5 separate regions of the Mus musculus genome follow, and regions 1, 2, 4 and 5 are each linked to region 3. A link is a contact called in public Hi-C and promoter capture Hi-C data. All regions are on one chromosome and are shown on one strand. The core of a region is the stretch at or near the end of the contact, and the rest is flanking DNA. Distances in the headings are between cores, read along the strand shown.

Region 1 (4,415 bases), core at 1,422-3,921, 2.3 Mb before region 3:
GCTGGTCTACAGAGTGAGTTCCAGAACAGCCAGGGCTACACAGAGAAACCCTGTCTCTAAATAAATAAATAAATAAATAGAAAGAATTATTTTAAAATAAATTTAAGGTTTTCAGAAATGTTAGATTTGTATTTATTTTAAATCTCTATAACCCTGGGTCCAATAAAATCATTTCAAGCAAAAAGGGATCAAAGGTAGAAAAATTCTAAAATGTCCTGCCATAAGATTGTTCACCTAAAACATTGCAGCTTTTGGTTCAATAATGCTTATATAGCATCTTCCATAATAAACAGGACTAACCCGTATAATCAAAGCCACTGCATGGTATATATTAGCTAGGATTTCTATTGCTATAATAAAAACCATGATTAAAAGCAACTTGAGGAGGGTTTATTTCACTGACATTTCCACAACACAGTCACTCAAATAGTCCAGCAACCAAAATCAAGTTTCTGGCATGTGAGTAACTTTGAAGCTGACCCATGTCAAGTCTTTACCTGACAACAGTGGATCTACCAGGTAGCTTCAGTATATCGTCGTTAAAGACCCAAATCCTAATACAGCCAGGAAGTTCATTTTTAATTCCTGGTCCACAAAAACTGTTGAAATTATTTTTATTGTTGCTTAACAGGGCCGGGCGTGGTGGCGCACGCCTTTAATCCCAGCACTTGGGAGGCAGAGGCAGGCTGTTTTTCTGAGTTCAAGGCCAGCCTGGTCTACAGAGTGAGTTCCAAGACAGCCAGGGCTACACAGAGAAACCTTGATGTGAAAAAACAAACAAACAAAAATATAAGATAGCTTATGCAGTAATGCAACTGATGCTTAATATACTCTCCTAAGCCTTTAAACTGAAAATTCCCTCATGCTTAGAAATTCTGAATTTAAACTGCCACAGAATCCCCATGCTAACATTAAATTGTTGTCATCTGTTTTCTAGCTGGTGTTAAATAAGGTTAAAATATTGAGTCAAGCTCTCAAATTAATCATTTACTCTTTTTATAAATGGGAAAAAAAAAAAAACAAGTACTACAAGTACTAAGGATGTCATTTAGAGCTAAGACACAGTGCCTGTTATGAATACCAAAGGCAGAGGGAGGGGTGAGGTGGGGTGAGGTGTTCTGTCAATTAAAAATAATACCATTTCTTTTTTTTTAATATATTATGTATTTATGTGCTTTATGTGTTTTGTCTGCATTCAAGTCTCTGTGAGGGCATCAAATCCCTGGGACCTGGAGTTACAGATGGTTTCCATCTGTCAAGTGGATGGCTGGGAACTGATAAGAGTCTTCCGCAAGAAAAGCAGGTGACCTAAACCACTGAACAATCTCTCTGGTCCTAGTTACCATTTCTACAGGTTGTAATAGGTGCTATTGTCTCACTTTTAATCGTTAAATAGTTAACTCCCCACATAGGAATCCTAGTCCAAAAGCGGTTAAAAGGCCTTCAGTCGTCTTGTGGGGCCAGGCTTCTGACCTTTAAGCTAAGGAGCTAAGCAAATACTTTACCACTGAGATAAGTACATTCGTAGCCCTTAAGGGCTTTAGAACTTGCAAAAGACTGGTGGGGACAAAGTTTACGTTAAACTGGGGAAGGAAAAACACCTTCAAACACTCCAACTAGGAAGGACAATGAGAGAGCAAAACTTCCAGACAGCATTTCAAAGTAACAAACAATCACACACCGTCTCCTATGGTTTCCCAACAGAGGAAAAAAACCTGAGAACCTCCCCTCTTGCCTTAAACGCTCAAGACAGTCCGAAGCAGGCAACCTGAAAGAAAGATCAATTTGGGTTGTTTTTGTTTTGTTTTTCCAGTCTGCTCCAGTGTGCTTATTAGAAATAAAGTGAAGAGAACAAATAAGACTTCGGTGATAAACAAGTCCAGGATATATATATTTATAAAACTTGAGGCGCAGAGGATTCCCTGGCCATATTCCTTAGAGAATCTGAAATGCATCAAAGTGATACATTTGTTAGTAAAAGCCTAAAAAAAAACAAAACAAAACAGGTCAAAACTGCAAAACAATCTCCTACAACCACACCGCGCCTATTCTGCTATCCTTAACCTAGAGGCAAAATTGAAAAAGTGAAGAGCGTCCGGGTCGCAAGTTGTGGGGGGGAAAGTTGTGGAGAGCGGAGTCAGGACTCTACCTCAGGGGGCTGACAGAAAAGTGCTTCTGGGATTCATAAACTGCCTCGGCCCACCCCCACACAAGCCGCCATCGGTCCCCCCACCGCCTCAGGTCCAGCTGGAGCAACCCGGCCACACACTCCACGAGCCGGCCGACCTCCGACCAGCCCCCGCAGTCGCCCGGCCCAGACCTCAGCTCGCGGGTCCCGAGCCCGACCGACGTCCGGGTACAGGAGGCCAGCAGTGAAAAGCTGTCGCCCAGAGAGATGTCCACGCGCCCGGAATACCCTAACTTACCTGAGTCCGCGGCAGCAGCAGCCACAGCGACAGTGGCGATTCCCCGGACCAGTCGGACACCCAAAGCGCCTTCCCAGAGCCCGCTGCACACTGGGAAATGTAGTTCTGTACTCGGACCCCCGCCAGGAGCCGAACGCTCCAGGCAATTCTAGAGTTCTCGGCGCTCTGTGTGTGTTTCCTCCAAGGACCGGAACTGAGCACCGCCCATGAGGCGCGATGCCTCCTGGGTGTTGTAGTCTTATTTCGGTTCGGTGGCGGCCAGTGATGCAGAGGACGTACCGAGGAAACGGAACTCTTTTTCCTCATTGGACACTGTCCGCCACACGCTTCTGCGCAGTCTGTGGTGGCGTCGTAACGCCTCGGGGAAGGGGAAGCCGGCGAAGGGTCGAACCGCTGCCTCTGGCTTTCAGTTTTTCTGCTGACAGGGTTGGGTCACTGGAGCTCCGCCGTTTGTCTGTGGCACGCGTACAGCCTTCCCAATTGCTTCCCCGCCCTTGGATCCAGCCCTGTGTGCATTAACGTCTATTAACCCACTCCGCCGCGAGTCCCCTCCGCGTCCCCTGGCTCGGAGGCCGTAACTATGGAGAATATGGCGGAGGAGGAGCTGCTACCCCAGGAGAAGGAGGAGGCCCAGGTCAGGGTCCCGACCCGGGCCCCGGATTCGGCTCCGGTCCCAGCTCCGGCCGCAGATACGGCTCTGGACTCGGCTCCGACGCCGGACTCGGATCCAGCCCCAGCCCTTGCCCCGGCCCCGGCTCCGGCCCTGTCCCCGTCCCTAGCCTCTGTCCCCGAGGAGGCTGAAAGCAGTAAGTGCAGACGGCCTGATCTCTCTGCCGCAGAGAAGCGAGAAACCATGCCTCGCTGGGGAATAGGGGAGGCCCTTCTCCAGGGTGTTTTTTTTAATGTGGAAAGGCAAATTTAGAAAAATGGGAGGAGGAGGAGGAACCAGAGCGGCAGGTAAGAGTAAAAGGAATACAGCATGGAAAGGGATACTTCTTCCATAAACCTCGAGGATATCATCCTGAAGGATATATGAAGGCCAGGCGTGAGGCAGAGAAAAATAAACAATGAAATTAGTGGCTGTGTCCGTTAGTGTCTTTAGTAGTTTCCATCTCAACCCAGTCTACAATAGTTTTAAAACTTTCCACTGTGTTACAGTAATGGAGGTACTAAGGTAGTAGTAGATCAAGATTGAGAAACTGAAAGCATTTTTCAGTCAGGACTTATACACACTGATGGATTTGTCTCATTGCTGGAGTATACTTTGCTCCCGAGAATAGAAACTCCGTCTCTTGTATCTGCCAAATACTAATTGAGCTTTGTACTTCATTCCAAAGGACAACGATCGTGAAAACGTATAGCCCATATTTTTATTTTCTGAATGTGTTTATACATGTTCCGAGTGGTGGTTTTTCGGTTCATATAAGAAACATAAGACTGATAATTATTAGCATTTTAAGGATCTTCTTAACATTTTGCACAGCGGGCCTAAAAAAAAAAAATTCAACGAGTTTTGTTTTTTTTTTCAACAAATCTGTGGTCCATAAATGGATCTTTATACTCCTTCTGAATTATCGCGTGAGGAATTAATTCATATTTCTAGGCCAGTTGGGGGTTAAATGTACATAAAACAGTCATAATCTAAGAGAATTATTTTGCAGTTCTACAACCACATTCAAGAGCAGCAGAATTGATCCCAGGAAAGACAAAAATCATCCAGTAGACTCATCATTTGGGATCACAGCTTTTAGTGCAAAACAAGGCCTTTTCTCCCTCTACATACAACCTGATGGATAGGGACTTTTACACTGTTAAGGGAATAGCTACCACCCACCTGATCATGTTTAAATCGGACATAGTTCAGCTGTTTGGGGAATGCTTCTTTACTTCTTCACCATTTTAATGCCTTAAAATGCCTCATGGGGCATAGTGACTCCTCATGGTATGTATGCCTGTAATCCTAACACTCCAGAGATTCAGGCAGGCCTG
Region 2 (4,767 bases), core at 469-2,968, 2.7 Mb after region 3:
AGGGATTGTGACCCCAAACATGATAGGTATGTATATACAAACCTTTGGGGCTTTAGGTTTCTTCACAGGCAGTAAGCTTTCAGGACAGGGACCGGCATTAGCTGCATAGTTCAGAGAGAGAAGAACTTCCTCGGGGATTCTGTAGTCATTCTGAAGGGGAGGAAGGGGTTTGAGGTGGTTCACCATGGATTTTTTCTCCTTTAGCTCAGGAAGCCCTAAGGAAGTATTAGGAAAGACAAACTTTTAATGGAGTGTTCCGGGGAGTTAAAGTTTCCCAGACTGCCTCAGCAGTATCCTGTGTTTCTAACAAGAAGGGTGCCTCTAGCAGAGGAGCCCAGCTACAAAGAATACTTAAAGCAGGAGTAGCTAGAAGGGTGGAGGGAAGAGTGGAAGGGGGATGTGAGAACATGCAGAGAGATACAAAGTAAAAGGCCTGGGTTACACAGAGTGAGTGTACAGCCAACCCAAGCCCCAACCCCTCCACTGCCCTGCAACATAAATAGTGAATAGGTAGCTAGCTCAGGATAGAGTGCTTGCTTAGTGTAAGTCCTTGAGTTGAATCCGTACCTCCTTGAGTTGATGATGGAACTGTAGCAAAATATAAATAAGAAACAACCCAAAAAGCTCTGTGACCTTAAGACTGGAGATAGCCTCAGTCTGATGAGCAAGAGTGAGACGGTGACTGCCTTGATTCTTATTCTGGTACAGGTTCTACATTTATCATTACGTCTTTTTACATTTTTCTTGAAACAGGGTCTCACTATGTAGCTCCCACTAGCCTGGAATTTACTATGTAGACCAGGCTGACCTCAAATTCACAGAGATCACCTGCCTCTGCCTTCCAAGACACAGCCCCAAGGATGGAAATCTTAAGGAATCTCAAAAAACATCTTGAATCTTATACAAATAGGCATATTGAACTAAGTTATGTTTTTCTTATCCACATAACTATGTTTTTAAAGCTCCCTTGAAGTCAGAGAAGAAGCAACCAAACTTCATATAGCTATTAGTATTTAAATGAAGATGAAACAGTATTCTGACTTGGTGAGTGTTCAGGCTGGCTAAGGAGAAAGGGAGAACGGATTGCAAATTCTTTCAGTAGCCCTAATGGTTCTGTCCACGGCATCCTTAAGTTTACCTTTTGCCTCCTTGACTACATAGAGTTTTGCCTGTTTGGACTCAGATGTTGATGGGGAGGTCAGCGAAGTGTCCGACACTTTGTGGAGAGACATAATAATCAATGCCTGGGATCACTCTCAGAACTATTAATCCTCCAAAAAATTAATTCAAAAACAAATCAAAATCGTGTTCAGACTTTCAAGCTGTCCATAATTCTGTAGGCAAAACAAAGCAAATGAACAGAGAGATCTCTTGAGTGTTTGTGTTCAGACTGAATTTCAGAATTCATCTGGCGTGGTTTCCTTTCTTTGGGGAGCCCTCTAAGATAACTTGACATGACAGAGATGGGGTATGGGTGGGTCAGAGTCAGGGCCCAGCCCGGGAAAGTCAGGCTCCGCCTCCCTACAGACTGCGGGCGGGTCAGCGCGACCCAGCTCCGCGGGCGCGAGTGGGGCGGGGCTCCCACGGTTCTTTCAGCAAAGTCCTAGGACTGCACTGTAGGAGTGCACGACACCGGCCGCTGTACCCACAAGTTGTGTTTGCCGCCTGGCGTCGGAAGGCCATCCCTTTTCCGGAACGCCCTGCGTCGTCATAGCAACGCAGCACATTTCTGCCCCCCCCCCCACGCTCCCCGCTCCCCCCCCGTCCTAGCAACTTGCGGGCCGAGCCGCCTCCGGCAGAGCCGTCAAAAGAAAAGAGATGAAAAGGAGTCTCTACACTCTCTAGAAGTTTCCGTGTGTTTTTAGTCATGGGTAGTAGCAATAAGGAAGAATATTGAATCGGGTTGTTGTCTCGGAATGGGATAGGCTCTCGAAACCGCGCTTCCGGGTGCAGACTGCGCAAGCGCAGACCTGCGCCGGTAGAGACTCCCCGGGCCCTGCCCTTGCAGAGAGGGTGATGTAGCAATGAGACCTTCTGCTCTTGAATCTGTTCAGGGCTAGCATAATCTATGAGTTCTGAATCCGCCAGGGAAACTTAGTGACAACCTTGTCTCAAAAAGAGAGGAGGAGGAGTAAACTAGCAAACAGCCTAGTTCTGTTGTTCAAGTCACTTCTATGCACTCAGTTCGTGTTCGTAAGTGCGGTTCATCTTAGTGTCAGGTAGCTTTCTATGCCAACAGTAGCTGAAGGAGAAGACAAATACCTGAGCAGGACTTTCTCACCTAGGCTAATGGAGGTTACAAAGAAAGAAATGGGCCCCAATTTGCATTTGCAGTAGCATCGGCTCTCTAGCATTCTCTCTAAAGAATCTACTGATTGTAGGAGCAAGCACATCATGATCAGTAGTTGGCAACAATCTTCCCATTGACGCGCCTATGGAAACGAGCACAGAGTAACTCTGCTCACCCTGCATGACCTAACTGTTGCCACCCATTCCTGCAGTGCAAGGGAGATGGGAGAAATCTCTTCAGAGATTGTGTCCATTTATTGAATCAAATGGCTATTCATTGTCGTGCAGGGGCAAAGGACAGCATGGTGGGGGGGTGGGGGGGGGTGTCGGTTTATGAAGGTTTAGGGTCCACTTGGACTCAAGTTAACCAAGACTGTGCATCTGGCTTGTGACGTTGATAAAACAGTTTGTAGATTGAACAAGAGAAAGCTCTTGTGGGTGTGCCACACTCACGGTTGGCATGACTGCTCACTTTGATTTTATACTTTTAATTCTTTTAGGTTATGTATATGTGCTTATTGTGTGTGAGGGAAGATGCCCCAGAGAAGAGGGAATCAGACCCCCTGGAGTTACAGGTGGTTGTGAGCCACCTGACATGGGTTCTAGGAACCAAATTCAGGTTATCTGCAAGAGCAGTCTGCCCTCTTAGCTACTAAACCATCTCTCCAGCCCCCAAATGTTGGTTTTAAATAATGCTGTTAGAATTGCAGGCTTGAGTTTCATTTTTAATGACAACAAAATCATTAAATGGTGGAATGTGGTGGATGGAACACACTTTGTAACCCCGGCACTGGAGAGATGGAGGCAGGAGGATCAGGAGTTCAAGCCTATCTTTGGCTACATAATGAATTTTAGACCAGCCTGGGCTACATGAGAAAGGAAAAAAAAATCTTAAATTTTAATTGAGATCAGCATATTTGTGCAAAGCTGTGTTCTCAGCATCGGTGTTTATATCAATTTAAAAACAAAACTTTGTACTGGAGAGATGGTTCAGCAGTTAAGAGCACTGATTGCTTTTCCAGAGGTCCTGAGTTCAGTTCCCAGCAACCACATGGTGGCTCACAACCATCTGTAATAGAATTTGATGCCCTCTTCTGGTGTGTCTGAAGACAGTGACAGTGCACTTATTTATATAATAAAATAAATAAATCTTAAAAACAAACAAACAAACTTTGAAGATGCTCTACATCCTGCACTATTAACATTCAGTCAGGATCTAGAAACCCAATGTAAAAATAAAATCGGCTAAGCATGGTAGTACATTCCTTAAGTCCCAGCCCTCGGGAGGTAGGGGTGGATCTTTGCGAGTTCCAGGCCACACATAAAACAAAACAAAACAACAACAACAACAACAAAAAACAAACAAACACTCCAGAGAAAAGGAGCCATGAGCGGAAAAGCTTAGGCATTCTGCTACAGAGCCCGACAGCTATGGAAACTCTCTGAGCTTTGAAATGTCTGATGAGGAGTCACTGTGCAAGCAGGGAGCGCTCACTCAGTATGTGGGAGGGAACAGGGACCTTCAACAACCGCTCCAGGGCCTTTCGAAAGTCACTTTCAATACTGTGGAGCAAGCTGATGCAGCTGTGAATGCAAGGCCACACAGGAAGAGTGGTGGGACCAAATAAAACTATCCAGAGGAATTTCTCAAAGACCAGGTGCACCCAGAACTGAAATAAAGATCTCTGTGGGTGGCATTAAGGGCTCCAAGGAACAGTTTCATATTGTTTTGCACAGCATGAAAGATTTTGAAGCAATTGACATCACGGTTGGCCAGGACAGTGAGAAGGGGTTTTGTTTTCATATCCTCCACTGAGCATGATATCCTAGATAAGATTATCATTCAGAATCAGACTGAATGGCTAGGAAATGAAGATAGCTCTGTCAGAGCAAGGGATAGATAGCCAGTGCTTCCTCTAGCCAAGGTGGTTCCAATGAGGTAGTTTGTGGTAATTTTGCCCGTGGCCATTTTGGTGGCAGCAGTGGTGGCCATCTCTCTTTCGAAAACTTGCTAATGATAGTGGTTGTGGAGGATGCGGCCTTGGTTATTCTGGAGGGATATATATGCTCAGCAGAGGTGTTGGTCATGGGCAGGGCTATGGAAAGCCAGGCAGCAGCTCTGTGGGAACGGCAGCTGTACAAGCCGCACAATGGAGGAGGCAGCACCTGGTAGCGGTGGTGGGAGCAGCAGTGACCTTTACATTGGCAATGTCATCAGTCATCAGCCTTGGGCAGTGATAGAAACCTCAGAGGCAGCAGCTCGGGCCCCTGTGATTGCAAAGCCCAAGACTTTGCCAAGGCATATAACTAACGTGGCCATGATGGTGGTGTGGTGGTGGACAGTTCTAATTACTTCCAGGAAACAAAATCTAACAGGAAGAGCCTGGGAAGCTATGGGTTACAAACCAGGGCAGTAAAGGTGGCAGGGCCTATCACTGAGATCTTTTAGAGAATACTCATGAGTACAGGGGGAGGAAC
Region 3 (4,739 bases), core at 129-2,628:
AGAAAATGTGTGAAAAGTGTGTGTTAGACGGCTTGGTGACATGCTCAAAAACAGCAAACACTTGTCTGCGGCAGATACTGCTCTAAATACTCGGCATATGTTAATTCCTGTAATTCCTGTAAGAATCCTATAACATTAAAGACATAGAAGCCAGAGCGTTTATGTGAATCACTCCAATAAATGTAAAGAGATACCAGTCAGCTGGAGCTGCATAGCAGCCAGCCCAGACCACTCACACATTGCAGATAGGAGAAGGTCAACCTTCTACTGGTACAACGTTACAGCACTGGCTTCTACCCAAGTTCCCAGAAGGGTTTGGTAAGCTAAGTGCGAGTCTGGATGTGAGCCGGAAGTCTGATGTTCTTTTTGGTCAAAGGAAGGATCGAGGATACCACAGTGGGAAGTGGTTCAGGAGGAAGAGGGAAAATGCCCTTACATTTGCGTTGGCCGTTTGTTTCCTCTCCGTGTATCCAGTCCAGGTTTCCCACTCACTCCTGTGCCTGCTGTCTACCCTTGGTAAATTATTCCTTCAAAGTTTAAATCCCACCCAGAAGAGATCTTTGGTTCAAGATGGTCCAAGGGAAGTCATGGTTCCTGTCTTAGACTCTCCTGTCATACAGATCTGTCCTCCTCCATGCAGATCTGTCCCAGCATTTGTCCCTCCCCAAAGCAGACAGCTGGTACCAGGTGCCCCTCCCCCCATGCTCACGTGATGTGACAGCTAAAGAATTACTGTGTTTTCTTCACAAGGGGGACTTATACTTCCTGCCCTGGCCTTGATCCAGAGTTGAGTTTTCTGGTGGAATCTGATGGATGCCTTCCTCTGTTAATTACTGGGTCTCTCATCCTTTATGTGTTTATAGTTTAGGATTTTATTATAGGCACATTTTGTATTATAAGTGGCCTCAAATCATTTTTAGAATTGGGCTTTGGAAATCATAAAAAATAAATAAAAAGTAACAAACCAGCGCGCCAGCCTTACCTCTTACAAATCGGTTAGATCTTCAACGACTCCGGGGTCTGCTCTGGGTTGTTTAAAGCTCTTCTCTAGGGAGAAGGTTCCAGGATGCGGGAAATGAAACTTAGCTTTTCAAAACGACCCATTCGGACTAGCTGGTTCTTGTAAGCGGAACCTATTCTCCAACATATCAACTGTGGCTCAACTCTAAATATGAGGGAACACACATACGGGTGAGCAAGACGGCCCTGGCAGCTCCGCTCAGCGGCGGTATGAATTACTTCCCCCAGACACAAACAACCCCATGGAAATCGGCAACAATTAGAGTAGCCATCCCATGACCTTGGGGGAACAAGACACAAACAAGGGAACTGAATGAAGACCAAAAGTAGCTGAACGTCGCCCTCTGCTGGCTAATCTGAGTGATTTCTGCTTTCTGTGGCAAAGCTCCTCTTTGTTCTGTCTGGTTCCTAGAAAACAACAGTGAAAGTGTCCTTCGCGGAATTTCTCTTGCTTCCGAACAGCATCCAGTTGCGCACGAGTCTTTGTTTCCTCGCACCCCAGATCATTCCTGCCACCCCAAGCCTGTCAGGATCACGTATGTAAGCAAGGCTCAGAGGTTTCTGGGCGGAGTTCTTATTTGTTTATGACAGGCAAGCTTCCTGAACACAAGCTAGCTGCTCTGGGTGGGGCGGAGAGCCAGTGTTCTCTAGGAGTCTTTGTCACTTCGTCTGCTCAGGACAAACTAATGTCACCTGCTCTGGGCTGGCACTGGGTGCCTAATTCTAACAGTCTAGGTTAAAGGTAACAGTGTAGGCACTCCAATTAGTAACCCTTCGATGACTCATACGTGACTTGTGGCTCAGGTGGCCGTCAAAAACAGAACAGCTTTAGAGTGCCAGCTCAGAGCTGTGGTGGTCGGACAGCTGGTTAGTTTTTCTCAACTAGATACAAACTGGAAGTCACCTGGAAGAGGGAACCTTAACTGGGGAATTGTCCCCACTAGCTGGGCCTGTTAGCATGTTCCTGGGGGGCATTTTCTTGATTAATAATCAATGTGGGTGGTGTCACCTCTGAGCAGGTGGTCCTCAGTTATAGAAGGAAAACAAGCTGAACAGGCCACGGGGAAAGTCAGTAAACCCCATCCTCCCATAACTCATAAAGGAAACACTTTACTGACTGCCTGCGTCTCAGGGACTCCCATCCCAGTACTCTAACGGCCCCTCCACATCTGCTTAACTCTTCCCTGTGGGGTTTTCATCATAAGATACAGCACAAGATGCAGTTGTTTGGTTCCCCATCTGGCTTCAATGATAACGAAGGCAGGAGCGTCCTTCTCTGTGATGTAGCCCAGTTTCCAAAGCACAGCAAGCTACTTACCCGCTTTGTTCCCTGGATTCTCTAGCTGTAAAGTGGGGGTGAAAAGCAGTAGCTATCACAAGATTTGCATCCCTGGGTTGGTATTTGTGAAGTGCTCAGAACAGTTCCTGAAGTACACTCAAGAGCTATACAAATGTTTTCTGTCCTTAGCATAACTGCTGCCACACCACCACCACCACCACCACCATAATCCTTGTTACTATTATCTGTTCAGGTAGCAAAATAGCACACAGGAAGACAGACCAGAAACGGCGGGATATATCGAGGCACCCACGAAGCCCATAGGAATAGGGACTGCCAGGGACTACTTCATACCTAGAAATCTTATTATACGCCTTTTCTTTTAAATGTACTTAGAGACTCAGCAGGCAAAGGTGCTTGCCAGACAAGCCCGGTGACCTGAGTTTGAGCCCTGGAAGGGTGTACAGGAAGAAGCAGAGAACTGACACCCAAAGTTGTCTTCTGACCTCCATCAGCCTGCCCAAACACACACAGCATGTAATGCACACACACACACACACACACACACACACACACACACACACACACACACACACACACACACACATTCCTTCTCTGCATCAGGAGCAAGCTCTGCCCAGAGCTTTGGAATTTTGTAGTAAGCTACTGTAGTCCAAGCAGCACTTACAGTCATCACTGGCAAAAGACTCTCTGCCTGCCATGTATTAGCTGTGGGATGGTTTGACTATGTGTGATGGTTTGTATATCCTTGGACCAGGGAGTGGCACCATCTGGAGATGTGGCCTTGTTGGAATAGGTGTGACCTGGTTGGAATAGGTGTGTCACTGTGGGTGTGGGCATAAGATCCTCACCCTAGTTGCCTGGAAGTCAGTCTTCCACTAGCAGCCTTTGGATGAAGATGTAGAACTCTCAGATCTGCCTGCACCATGCCTGCCTGGATACTGCCATGCTCCCACCTTGATGATAATGGACTGAACCTCTGAATCTGTAAGCCAGCCCCAATTAAATGTTGTTTTATTAAGACTTGCCTTGGTCATGGTGTCTGTTCACAGCAGTAAAACCCTAACTAAGACACTATGTTTACCCCACAGAGTGGCACTATTAGGAGGTGAGGCCTTGTTGGAGTAGGTGTGTCACTGTGGGCATGGGATTTAAGACCCTCATCCTAGCTACCTGAGAGCAAGTCTTTTCCTAGCAGCCTGAAGATAAAGATGTAGAATTCTCGACTCTTCCTGCACCATGCCTGCCTGGACACTGCCATGCTCCCACCTTGATGATAATGGACTGAATCTCTGAACCTGTAAGCCAGTCCTAATTAAATGTCCTTATAAGACTTGCCTTGGTCATGGTGTGTGTTCACAGCAGTAAATTCTAAGACAAGATGGCTACATAGTAGATTGTGCGTTCATTTCCTTGTTTCCTTCCAAGAACACAGGCGACTTGTGATAACAGAGAAGGCACAAGCCTATCATATCTGTCCTCTGAGGTCAGGGGACAGCCCTTGTCTTCCTCCAGGAGGTGAAGATTGCTCAGGCTGTGCCCGGATTGACGCTGCACCCATGACTTCTGTTCTTCCGTTTTCTCACTCCTTTCTTGGCTCCTCCCTGATGGCTCAGCGACTCACCACAAGGAAGCATTTTCTGTAGGGGTTGTTGCAGCCAAAGGAATGCCTGCTGAGAAGAGGAGTAGAAGGTAGGCTAGAGGAGAGCTGGCTGTGGAGGTGTTCCTTGCCTAATCTCTCTCAGCCTGGGTCGGGGCAAGGATGAAGAGGTCTGGAGGACTGGGGAGCTGGGACTGATAGCAACTTGGCTGTGTCCCTGTGCTCCTAAGCGCTTCCACGGGTGCTGTCACGGTTCTTACACTGTTTATTTATGTCCTCTGCTTCTGGCGCAGCTCTGAACCGAGGAAGGAGAAAATGAAAGTGAGCTCGGGCTTGTTTGCTGCAGGGCTCTGTTCTGGAGTGGGCTTTTCCCTCCCATATCAGAGTCCCCTGATTTTCTTCCCTCCTCTGTTCTTTTCATTACACCAACTCACCTCACAGCCAGTGGCAGTTAGGACCCATTACACAAATGCTTTGGACAACAACTTTGGTGCTTCGTATTCAGAATATACTGCAGATGTAGATCTCAGAGAATGAGGTTTTGCACAGTTTGTAGCAGATACAGCTATTTAGATGTTCAGGTTAACAAGGGGTGCCTGATGAGTGAACCTGGAGCTAAGTGAGGCCCCTGGGCTAAATGGCACTCCCTGCAGTGGTGAGTGGGTGTGGGGGGAGTATTTGCTATATTCCCTAAGACACTGTCTGCAATGGCCCTGTTTACTGTTGTCCTCCGATGAGGAAACAAAATTGTGAGTCAGCCATTTATGAATGTGCAATGAGGAAGTGACAGCCAAAAGTTGCATTCCCAGAAACTCAAAG
Region 4 (4,797 bases), core at 20-2,519, 2.2 Mb after region 3:
TTAAAATACAAGCGAAGGGAGCAGGTTAACATGGCAACACTAACGACTTCTCCAATTTCAAAACAAGAAACACCAGCAAAACAATTAAGTAGAGTACATGGATACCGACCACTATTCCTAAGGGCCTATTTTTTCCCCCCAAATGAAACATTTGTTACAACATCAAAAAATCCATTTAAAAAAAAATCTATACCTATTTGCAAGTTCCGAACTTGAAAACTAAAACCCTGGCAAATTTCTGCCTGTATCTGTGACATTAACTAAATATGATTTAGCATATTAGTCTGAATTTAAAAGAGGGGGGAGGGGAGGGAAAGTGACAACTTCCAACGTGTAAGGCTTGTTAAATGTCACCCCCTCTCCACCCAATCATGTGTGAATAAGCCGGTGGACTCCATTCAACAACTGCTGCTGGACTGGAGGTGATCAAAGTTTTCCCCATACTGCACTTTGAGAATATTACACCCAGGAAAAGGAACAGAAACTGTTCCTGACACTGGAGCTAGTGCCCCGGAATTTCCCAAAATATGCTCGATCTCCAAACGAAGAAGGGACACTTCGGAGACCAAAGGTGAGAGGTGGCTTAACTCTATGCAGACAAGAGGAGGGGCGAGGGTGCTGAGGGCGACACTGGCAGGTAAGCAAAGAAATCTTGTCTTCCGTGGGCACCAGTAGGTCCGGGAGCCCAGGTCTCAGGATGACCCTCCAGGAAAAGTCTCGGGACCCAAGGAGGGTCCCCGGGGGGGACGTCAGGCAGTGCCAGGGGGGCCCCGCCCCGCCTCTCTGGCCACCTCGGGGACCTGGGACCGCGGACAGAGACATCCGAGGCGGAGCAGGCTCCGCCAGGTCTCCCCGCAGCTCACCTGAGAGTGTCGCCTCCGCCCTCGGCTCCCACGGTGCATCCCGCGGGGCCTGGCGGAGGGTGCAGTGACGCCGCCCCGACCGGCCCCAGGGCTGCCCGGCCTGGCCTCCCCGCTCCGGGGACGCACCGGGTGCCCGCCTCGCCCCGGCTCCCGGGATCCGCCGGGCGGCAGGCAAGGAAGGAGAGGCGCAGAGGCGGCCTTCCTCTGCCCCGCCGCGAGCCCCCTCCCGAGCTGCGGCTCTCCGCAGTCCTCTCAGGCGCAGGTCCGGCCCCGCTCCCCCGCCCCGGGAGTCACTTCGGCAGCGGCGGCCCAGTCGCCATTACAGCTCAACAACTGACACGGAGGAGGAGCGGCGCCGGCGGCAGTGGCGGTGGCGGCGGCGCGAGGCAGGGCGGGAGCAGTCAGGGAGGGAGAGGGCGGGGGGGGGGGGAGAGAGACTCGCCAAACCTCGCGAGAACTGTCCGGAGACGGTTCCGCAGGAATGCAACCCTGGGTGAAGGCCAGCCATGTTGAGTGTGGCCGACGGAGGAGCGCGATCGGACCCGAGGCTAGAGGATGCGGGGAAGCCATCTTTGGTGTGGCGCTTTGGGAGCTCGGCGGGACTCGGGAGGAGCCAGAGTCTATCCGCAGAGGAGACCACCCCCTTCCCTTTGACGCTAATTGGGCCTTCTGGCTGAGCGGGTCACCCCCGAGCCAAAACACGCTGAGGACTTGACAAGGGTGACCCAGGGATCCGGGACCCGGCAGACGATTCAGAAGGAATCGTCACTCTAGGCGGATCGGAGTAACCGCAGCTTTGCGGCTGCTCGCTGCTGTCACTGCGGCCCTCTCATTGGCCAGGGGTTTACAGTTCTGTTCAGCACGCACACTGATGGCTTAAGCTCTTTCCAAAACAAGCAAAAACTACGTTTCCTTTCCCTTCGGTGTTGTGGTTTGAGAAGCCCTCTGGGGTCAACATATTTTCTCTTAGCTTTGTCTTTGTCACCAGCCTCCGCTTGGTGAATTTTATCGTCTGTCAAGACTGTAAAGGACAGCTTTTCTGCGAATAATGCCTGACACCTTCCGCTAGGTGCTCACTGCAGCTAAGCTCTCCACCTTCTGGGCTCCGATAGTTACTTTGCCTCGAAATTATTTCTCATCTAAAGTACCATGGGTGTCTTAAAGTCTCCTTTTTCTATGTATACCCAGTAGGGCCTGGCACAGTAACTACAACACTGTAGATGTTCAATAAATGTTCGCTACCTTGACCATATCAATAAAAGCAGACGACAATAACTGATCCTCCCCATAAGACAGCCGCGCCTCAGCAGGAACTACGTGAATGTACAAAAGTCCTGCACATATGTCAATGTATACACCCTCCCTGAGAACAGCACTTCAGCAAAGAATGAGAGTTGTGGAGATCCCGAGTACGCAAGCAGTAGCAAGAAAAAGATTTGAAAGGTGGAACTGCGGCAGGGAAATGGATTAGCAGGTAAAGGGAATTGCCACCACGCCTGGCGATCTTAGTTTGATCCCCGGACCCAGAATGGTGGACCAAGAGAGCAGATTCCTCTAAGGTGTCCTCTGATCTGCATTGCGTGCAGGTGCATGAGAAGACATGTATGATTACATACATACATACATACATACATGTAATAAAAAGAAAAGTGAAATTTACCTTTTCTCCAGCCTAGTTATTTTAAAGAACGTATCCAATCCCCTTATTGAGTTATGATTACTTTTTAATAGTGGGTTCTGAAACACTATCTGCCCAATATTATAGCACCAATCAATGGGAAATAATCTCCTTTACTCTAAAGCTAACATAGTTTCCCACCTCCTACGTTACCTCGTGATCAACAGAAAGGCAATGAGGTTTTTGTTATGGTGTCAGCATTGCTCTCTGCTATCAGCCTGAACTCCTGTTTTCATCAAATTTCCAGCATTGGTTCTCAACTGCGCTCTCTCTCTCTCTCTCTCTCTCTCTCACTCTCTCTCTCTCTCTCTCTCTCTCTCTCTCTCTCTCTCTCTCTCTCAGAAGATCCTGCAGGTTGGCATGGAACTCACAGTCTTCCTGAGTGCTAGGATCACAGACCTGCACCACCATGCCTAGATACTAGATAATCTCTCTTCTTTTTGACACTCTGTGATTTCTTTTTACTCCCTCAAGAATATTGGCTTTCAAGTGTATCATAGTCTGTTCGTTTCCCTCACAGTTTTATGAAAGTAGCCACATTCCTCCAGTGCAAATGATTAAATCAGTACGTTCAGAGGGTGCCTCAAGTTTTATCCCTACCCTGCCTCCAGCTGCCAAGATAAGATTAGTGGAAACTTCTCACTTCCTGCTGGCAAAGCTTTTCTCTCTCCATCTCCCTGAAGATGGTACAATAAAGTAGAAAATGCTCTCAACACTTGTGTGTCCTCTGAGCCCTCCAGACCCTCCACTTAATGCCTATGAATCCAAGCTAATGTATCTATTCAATAGGATTGTCTTGAAAAGCCAGGCATAGTGACACATGCCAGTAAGCCCAACCTGGAAGGCTGAGACGGGAGAATTGCCATGAGTTTGGGTGTTTATACATTGCAGTTGTTCTATCTGCAAACTCCACAATGCTGTTCATTGGACAGATGACAAAGTATCCTCTTAGAGTTTTGTGGGTTGATCATGTTTCATTGCGACATCTGTCATCTTCATGGTACACCAAGATCATAAGATCATGAACTCTGTAATCACAAAGGTCTGGATTTGGAGCCTGGTGGAGCTATGTATTCGTCGTATAATTTTGGTCTACATATTTGTCCTAGTCAGGGTTTCTATTGCTGTGAAGGAACACCATTACCAAAGCAACTTGGGGAGGAAAGGGTTTATTTGACTTACACTTCCACGTCACTATTCATCCACTGAAGGAAGTCAGGACAGGAACTGAAACAGGGCAGGAACCTGAAGGCAGGAGCTGATGCAGAGGCATGGAAGGGTACTGCTTACTGGCTTGCTCACAATGGCTCGCTCAGCTTGCTTTCTTATAGAACAGTGGTTCTCAGTCTATGGATTGTGACTCCTTTGGGGGTCACATATCAGATAGTCTACATATTACATATTTACATTACAATTCATTACAGTTATGAAGTAACAAAGAAATAATTTTATGATGGGGAGGGGGGTCACAACACCATGAGGAACTTTACTAAAAGGTCCCAGCGTTAGGAAGGTTGAGAACCTGTGCTATGTAAGGACAGGGAAGAAGGAGGCCATGTGCTCTTTGTCTGCTTGCTCTTGCCGTGCAAGCAAGTTCCTTTCTTCACTGGAATTGGAGCCTACTTCTTTGGAATTCTATTGTTTATAGAAGACAAACTGAGACATCCAGCCTGACTGAGCAGCTTCTGAATTCTTGAGCTTTCTGTTCATAGTCTACAGTTGTTGGATTTGTTGGACCATAGCCTGTAAGTGGTTCATATATATTTAATGTGTGTGTGTATACATACACACATATACATATAAAGATATTCATTCTATAAGTTCTGCTGCTCTAGAGAACCCTGACTGAATCTTATTGAAGAATTTTCTCAGTTGAGTTTCCCTCCTTTCAGATAACTTTATCTTATGTTCAGTTGACATAAAATTAGCTAGGACAGCATTTTATTTTATTTTTAAATGCTTTATTGAAAATATTTGAATAGGCAATCAATAAGTTTAAGCAGTTGATCTCTCTTGAACTAAAATTTGAATGAATTTGATATATTCTTTCTTGAACATGATATACCTGACGTTAATTCTAGACAATAAATTGACAAGTGGAGAGACATATCTATAATAATGTAATGAGTTGTTGACTCTTTGTATTAATTGTACAAAATGATGCATGAGAATTGTCTAGGGATGTTGCTAAGAACATGTCAATCTTGGAAACCAAACCCAATCTGTAATCATCACCTATTCTTTTCTTGTGTGTGT
Region 5 (5,010 bases), core at 614-3,113, 2.4 Mb before region 3:
ATCTGAAGCATGATCAAAGAGAAACAACAAAGGTGATTATTGTCACCAATTCCCAACTTATCTGACATAAAACATACACCCAAATAAATTAATAATGATCAGTCTTAGAAAATCTGTGTATATAATGTGTTTGTGTGTTTACAGTGTTAGAGATGAAACCCAAGCACCCTGGTGCTTTAGGCAAGCACTCTACTGCTAAACTATGTTCTCCGCCCCGAGATCAACATTATGTCCTTTGTTACTATTACAAAGAATGCAAATAATCATTTATGGCTCACTTCCAAGTGTCAGTGGCTATTATACATACTGAGATGCCTGAAAGACAGATACTATGTAAAATTATGCCAGGATTCATAGAGCAGGAAATACTGAAGGCCAAAATGCACTGACTCCGATCACACTGTCGCTTTAAGAGAGTGTTGACTGTTCCAGATTACAAAGACGCTATTTAGTGTACAGCAAGTAGGACCATGTGTCCGGCAGGCCAGTCATGTGCCTGTCCCAAGTGGGCAGTTCATATTCTCTCACTGCCAGAAGGAGCTCAGTAATCCAGGTCCCTAATAGTGTCATTTGCAACAAAAGTAATGTGCTATCAAAGAGAAAAGCTGGACGGCAAATGCCAGTTTCTCTAAGACACATAATCATACTAGCTGACAGCTCAGTTTCTACTTCCTCCTTTTGTGAAACAACAACAAAAAAGAAACGTCTCCTGGCCACAAGATCTTATTTTTTAAAAGTAATGAAGACCCCCCTCCCAATTTCTATTTCCTACCCGCTAACACATTAAAGAAGGGTAGGAAGCATTGTCAAAGAGCTCCAAGAAATGGCTACAAATTAAGCGGGATGATCAAAGTCAGGTCTAGACTGTGTAAGCGCCCTCTATAAACCAGTATAAGCATTAATCTGGAAACCTTTACCTAACTCGATTATGTGTATACTTTATAGACCTTTGGATATAATCTCACCAAATCCCCTCATCTTCAATCAAGGAAACTTCCCAGCATGTGCTTCAGAGTCATATGAAGAAGTGGAGCCCAGCTTAAATCACATTTGACCTAAACAACTGCCTGCCTCCTAGGGGCAAGGTGGGTGGATGACTGGGCTTGGCTCCTGGGTTAAAAGGCCCCAGGGGGTAGAGATAGGGACTAACAATTCCCCAAGCTACTTTTCTTTGTCCAAAGAAGTCGAGACATCAGGAACTGATACCAGAGGGGGACAAAAAGTAGAAGTGAACACGCATTTTATGGCACACCGATAATATCTCTTTCACCTTTTTTTTTTTTTTTTTTTTTTTTAAACACACTCACTGAATGCTCACCCAAAGCAGGCCAATAGAGGGGCTAGTTGTTCAGGCCCTCCTCTGACTTATCCCTTCTTCCTCCATTCTTCTCACCCCTCCACCTCCAAGGTAAGAGCCTGATGCTCAACTACTGCCGCGGGGTTCCCACAACACGCAGCTCCAGTCTAGGCTAGTTGCCTAGAAGTCAGTGTGACGCTGAGAACTCTAATCGCCACGTCGGATCTCTGGAGAAGGTAGGGCAGGTGGAAGAGGAAGGAGGGAACCAGTTCCTGGACAGTGGAAAAAAAAGGGCGAAGCGAGGGTGTGAGGCTCGGGAGGGAGCGCGCGCTCGATAAGTAACAGGAGGAGCGGTCCCCGCCGCCCCGCTCTCCCGGATCACCTTGCGCTGACCTAGTTGAGCCGAGAAGGAAGGAGGGGGCGGTTGAGGAAAAGAGCTATGAGGTGGGCGGGGCCCTGTCCGGGGGCGGAGCCTCAGAGCGGGATCTTCCCGGGAGCTCGCCTGTGATTCGCTCAGGCATCAGAGCCGGAAGCGGCCGGGAGGCGTTGGCGGCAGCGCACGTGGTGACGTGCGAGGGAGTGCGGCGCGAGCGCGCGCGGCGGCGGCGGCGGTGGCAGTGTGTTCGGGACGCGCGTGGAGGTCGGTCAGTCGCTCGGAGGTGCTGGGCGCGTCGTGGCGGCGAGCGAGTTCCCGCGAGTACCCACTGGTCTTCCTCAGCCCGCAGCCTCCCGCCCGGTCGCCCCGAGCCCCTTCCAGCGCCTTCCGCCTGCAGCCCGTCGAAGCTCTGGAGATGAATTTCGCCATCTCTTCAGAGATGACCCAGGTAACGCGCTGTACGCGGGCGCCGCGGGAGGGAGAGGGCGGGGTGGGAAGATGGTGGTGGTGCGGAGCGTCCCGCTGTCCCGGGAGACACGGGCATCGCGGGGCTCCGCATTCGGCTCGGTTGCCGGCTGGCGGGGGAAGAGCGCGGTGGTCCCGGACCTTCCTCCGCCGGGGCGGGGATCGTCAGGCTTCCGCGCTGGGTGACGGAGGGTCCCCGGGACCTGGCCCGGCGGAGGACTAGGAGGGATGACCCGCCGGATGAGAGCGGCGGCCACCGAGGACTGTAGACATCGTTTCCCGCTGTCAGGAGCGAGGTGCCGGCTGCGGTTTGGGGCTCTCCGGGCTAAGACTCCCCGCGGCCGGCGCGTGGGGACACAGAGCCGCCCTCAGAGCGCATCGGTTCCAGGGGTTAGGCGTGGGGTGGCACGGAGTCCCTGGTCGCCGTGGACCACGGGGTCCTTTGTTCGAGCTCCACGTTGCCCGCTTTTCTTGCCAAGCGCGGGGAAAAGGAGGCGGGAGGAGCGAGGGAGCGGCTGCCCTGACGTGTCAGCTCTGAGTGACTGCGCCGCCGGCCAATCGCGGCCAATCGCGGCCGGGGGTGTGCGGGTGCCTCGCTGTACCCGCCGAGAGCGCGCCCCAGGCCTTGCAGCGCGGGGTCCCCGGCGCGCCGGGGCACAGGCTCCATGTTCTCTGAAAGAAATAGGTGGAGAGCAGGCTTTTCGTCCGATCACCTTTTTTTTTTTTTTTCTATTTTTGGGTAAAGGACCTCGTTGATAAGACACCGGGGAGTGTCAGAGTGGAGATTAACGTAAGGAAATCTGTACACACACACACACAAATTTGAGAAATATTTCCGCCTTTCCCTCAATAAGTTGCAGATAAATGATTCCGGAGAGCAAACATTTCGATCAAAAAGAAGTCGGACGGCCTAAAAGGCAACGTTTTGTTTAATGTCTGTCAGTAGTGGAGGTTAGAACACCCAGATATCAAGTTCTTAGGAGTTTTGTTGTGGTCTCCTGTTTTGGCAATACACCATAGCTCTGGAAGTAAGAGCACACAAGCCGCACGGACTAAATCACCTTAGCCATATTTTCTTTAATTTTAACACCAGTGGTTGACTTAGGAAAAAAATAACTAAGAAAATAGTTTCAGGTTGAATCCTGCTAAGTCTTTAATATCTTTAAAATGTTAAAGGACTTATTTGTAAGCCTGGATGTAAACATTGACTGGGTAGAACTGGATTGAAACCAATATGCTGTAATGCCACCTAGCAGGCATTATATCAAACCCACACTTTGGTGGCTTCCTTGCAGGGAGGCCTGGGGTGGCTTTCTTTTGATTTCCTAATTAGTGAAATCTTGAGTTAATTAATAGATTCCCATTTCTGTAGCCTTTGTCTTAATTTATAGTTGCCTTCTAACTTTGTCTTTTCCAAAGACAGCATTTCACGCTTTATTTTAGTTATTGGTGGGAGGTTGACCTTGTTTTTGCATTTCTTGTTTGGATGTTTTAAGTGCCATATAAATTTAGTTTTTCAAAAAAGTTTCTTGACTGTCTTGGCCAGTGATATTAATGTGACTTACCCCAGAGGGTTTTTTGTTGTTTTTGTTCGTTTGTTTGGTTGGGTTTTTGTTTGTTTGTTTTTGTTTTCTAGCTTTTTAGCAGTTTGATGGTATAGTCAGATGCTGCAGGTAGGAATTTTTGAAGGTTGAGCATATTCCTACCTTCTGTTGGTGTTAAAAGTATTATTGGAGTGATTTCTGGTTCAGTTACCACTGTGTTAATGTTTCTAGCCCTGTAACAGTACTCTTTACACTTCTGATGTCAGCCTGGATATCCAAAAGTACCTCAGCATTAGAACATCCCAGTCTTGCTTCTTTTTTCTTTCTTATTCTAAAAGTGGCATGTTGATAGTGGTGCGCCCATGTTAAGATGCCTTCAGCCCTCACTCAGCGCCTTAGTTGAAGACCAAGTCAGCATGGGTGTGTCTAATCTTCATTAAATGTCTCCATGTTCTTTCCAGGCATGCCCCCACCACACCTTCTCTAACACCCTTTTGTCAAACCTTCATCTGGTCTCCATACTTAGCATTGTTTAAACCTTAAAATAAGTTGGTAATTTCCGCTTCACCGTGTACCATGTGCATCCTGCAGTCTACCTTCTATTGAAACCAAAACAGCCACAGTTTCTGGACTCTGTGCTGCCATGTCTTATCTTCCTCTTTGCCTGAGCCGGTTTCTCTGCTTTATCCGCCTCTACGGTATCTAAGGCTGCAGAAACTGAGCTAACTCCATTTTGTTCTAAGTTTTTTTATTCCAGTATGTGTCTGCCATGTTTAGAATCACAAGTGTCTGTAGCTTGTGGTTAAGTGTTTGCTTGATATGCTTGAGCCCCTGGGTTTAGTCCAACACTGGGGAGGGAATTCTTAAATTACTAAGTGATTGACTTCTTTGGAAAAAATTACCTTGAAACTTAAATATTTGTGGTTTACCTTAGCAATGTTTGAAAATGTGATGTTTCCTTTTGCTTAGCAGAGGGTGGGAAATGATACGCTGTTCTCACAGCTCTGTAAGACCCGCTGGATTATATTTCACTTAGGCTAATCTTCTGGGCTATAGTAACTCTTGAATACCAAATAGTAAGTCCCCTGTCTTCCATTTCTTCTACCAACCACACTAAGGAACTGAAATGTCTTTAGCAGTATATATTCATTTTCACACCAGTTTCAGTGTTAAAAATGGATTGGCTCAAACAGTATTTTAAATACAAAAAGTACATTTTATATTCTTATATGACTTAGGGATGTTTGAGCCTTGGTCTGGCTTTTGAAAGATAAAATTTCCCCCATTTTAAAATATCATTAGTTACTGTGCATAAGTTTTATATATGA

The links. Promoter capture Hi-C pulls out the DNA fragments that hold promoters and counts their contacts. Hi-C and Micro-C count contacts between places; a contact is called where the count stands out from the background. Capture Hi-C pulls out chosen DNA fragments and counts their contacts.
Region 1: a Hi-C map of CD4 T cells shows a contact between it and region 3, with 4 times the contacts expected there. The contact joins the promoter of Trmt1l here to the promoter of Rnasel in region 3.
Region 2: a contact with region 3 is called in a promoter capture Hi-C map of pre-B cells, with 3 times the contacts expected there. The contact joins the promoter of Axdnd1 here to the promoter of Rnasel in region 3. A contact is called at or near these places in 2 of 39 promoter capture datasets (liver and pre-B cells) and 1 of 115 datasets of contacts at active chromatin or transcription factors (astrocytes).
Region 4: a contact with region 3 is called in a promoter capture Hi-C map of liver, with 2.6 times the contacts expected there. The contact joins the promoter of Cep350 here to the promoter of Rnasel in region 3. A contact is called at or near these places in 1 of 39 promoter capture datasets (neutrophils), 1 of 484 Hi-C or Micro-C datasets (CD4 T cells) and 1 of 9 other capture datasets (liver).
Region 5: a contact with region 3 is called in a promoter capture Hi-C map of adipose tissue, with 2.8 times the contacts expected there. The contact joins the promoter of Ivns1abp here to the promoter of Rnasel in region 3. A contact is called at or near these places in 1 of 39 promoter capture datasets (pre-B cells), 1 of 484 Hi-C or Micro-C datasets (CD8 T cells), 2 of 115 datasets of contacts at active chromatin or transcription factors (memory CD8 T cells and thymic regulatory T cells) and 2 of 9 other capture datasets (adipose tissue and liver).

Annotation. Positions count from the first base shown.
Region 1 is chr1:151,425,871-151,430,285 of GRCm38.p6, forward strand. Trmt1l (tRNA methyltransferase 1 like) reads left to right here and starts at 2,672. Exons shown (of 15, transcript NM_026876.4): 1 at 2,672-3,232. The coding sequence starts at 3,007. It overlaps Swt1 (SWT1 RNA endoribonuclease homolog (S. cerevisiae)), which reads right to left and starts at 2,565. Exons shown (of 20, transcript NM_025819.4): 1 at 2,427-2,565.
Region 2 is chr1:156,419,197-156,423,963 of GRCm38.p6, forward strand. Axdnd1 (axonemal dynein light chain domain containing 1) reads right to left here and starts at 1,719. Exons shown (of 26, transcript NM_001346967.1): 1 at 1,650-1,719; 2 at 1,139-1,334; 3 at 43-215. The coding sequence starts at 1,232.
Region 3 is chr1:153,748,048-153,752,786 of GRCm38.p6, forward strand. Rnasel (ribonuclease L (2', 5'-oligoisoadenylate synthetase-dependent)) reads left to right here and starts at 1,379. Exons shown (of 9, transcript NM_011882.2): 1 at 1,379-1,560; 2 at 3,812-4,012.
Region 4 is chr1:155,971,986-155,976,782 of GRCm38.p6, forward strand. It overlaps Cep350 (centrosomal protein 350), which reads right to left and starts at 1,270. Exons shown (of 38, transcript NM_001039184.1): 1 at 864-1,270.
Region 5 is chr1:151,342,635-151,347,644 of GRCm38.p6, forward strand. It overlaps Ivns1abp (influenza virus NS1A binding protein), which reads left to right and starts at 1,864. Exons shown (of 15, transcript NM_054102.2): 1 at 1,864-2,121. It also overlaps the pseudogene Gm10138.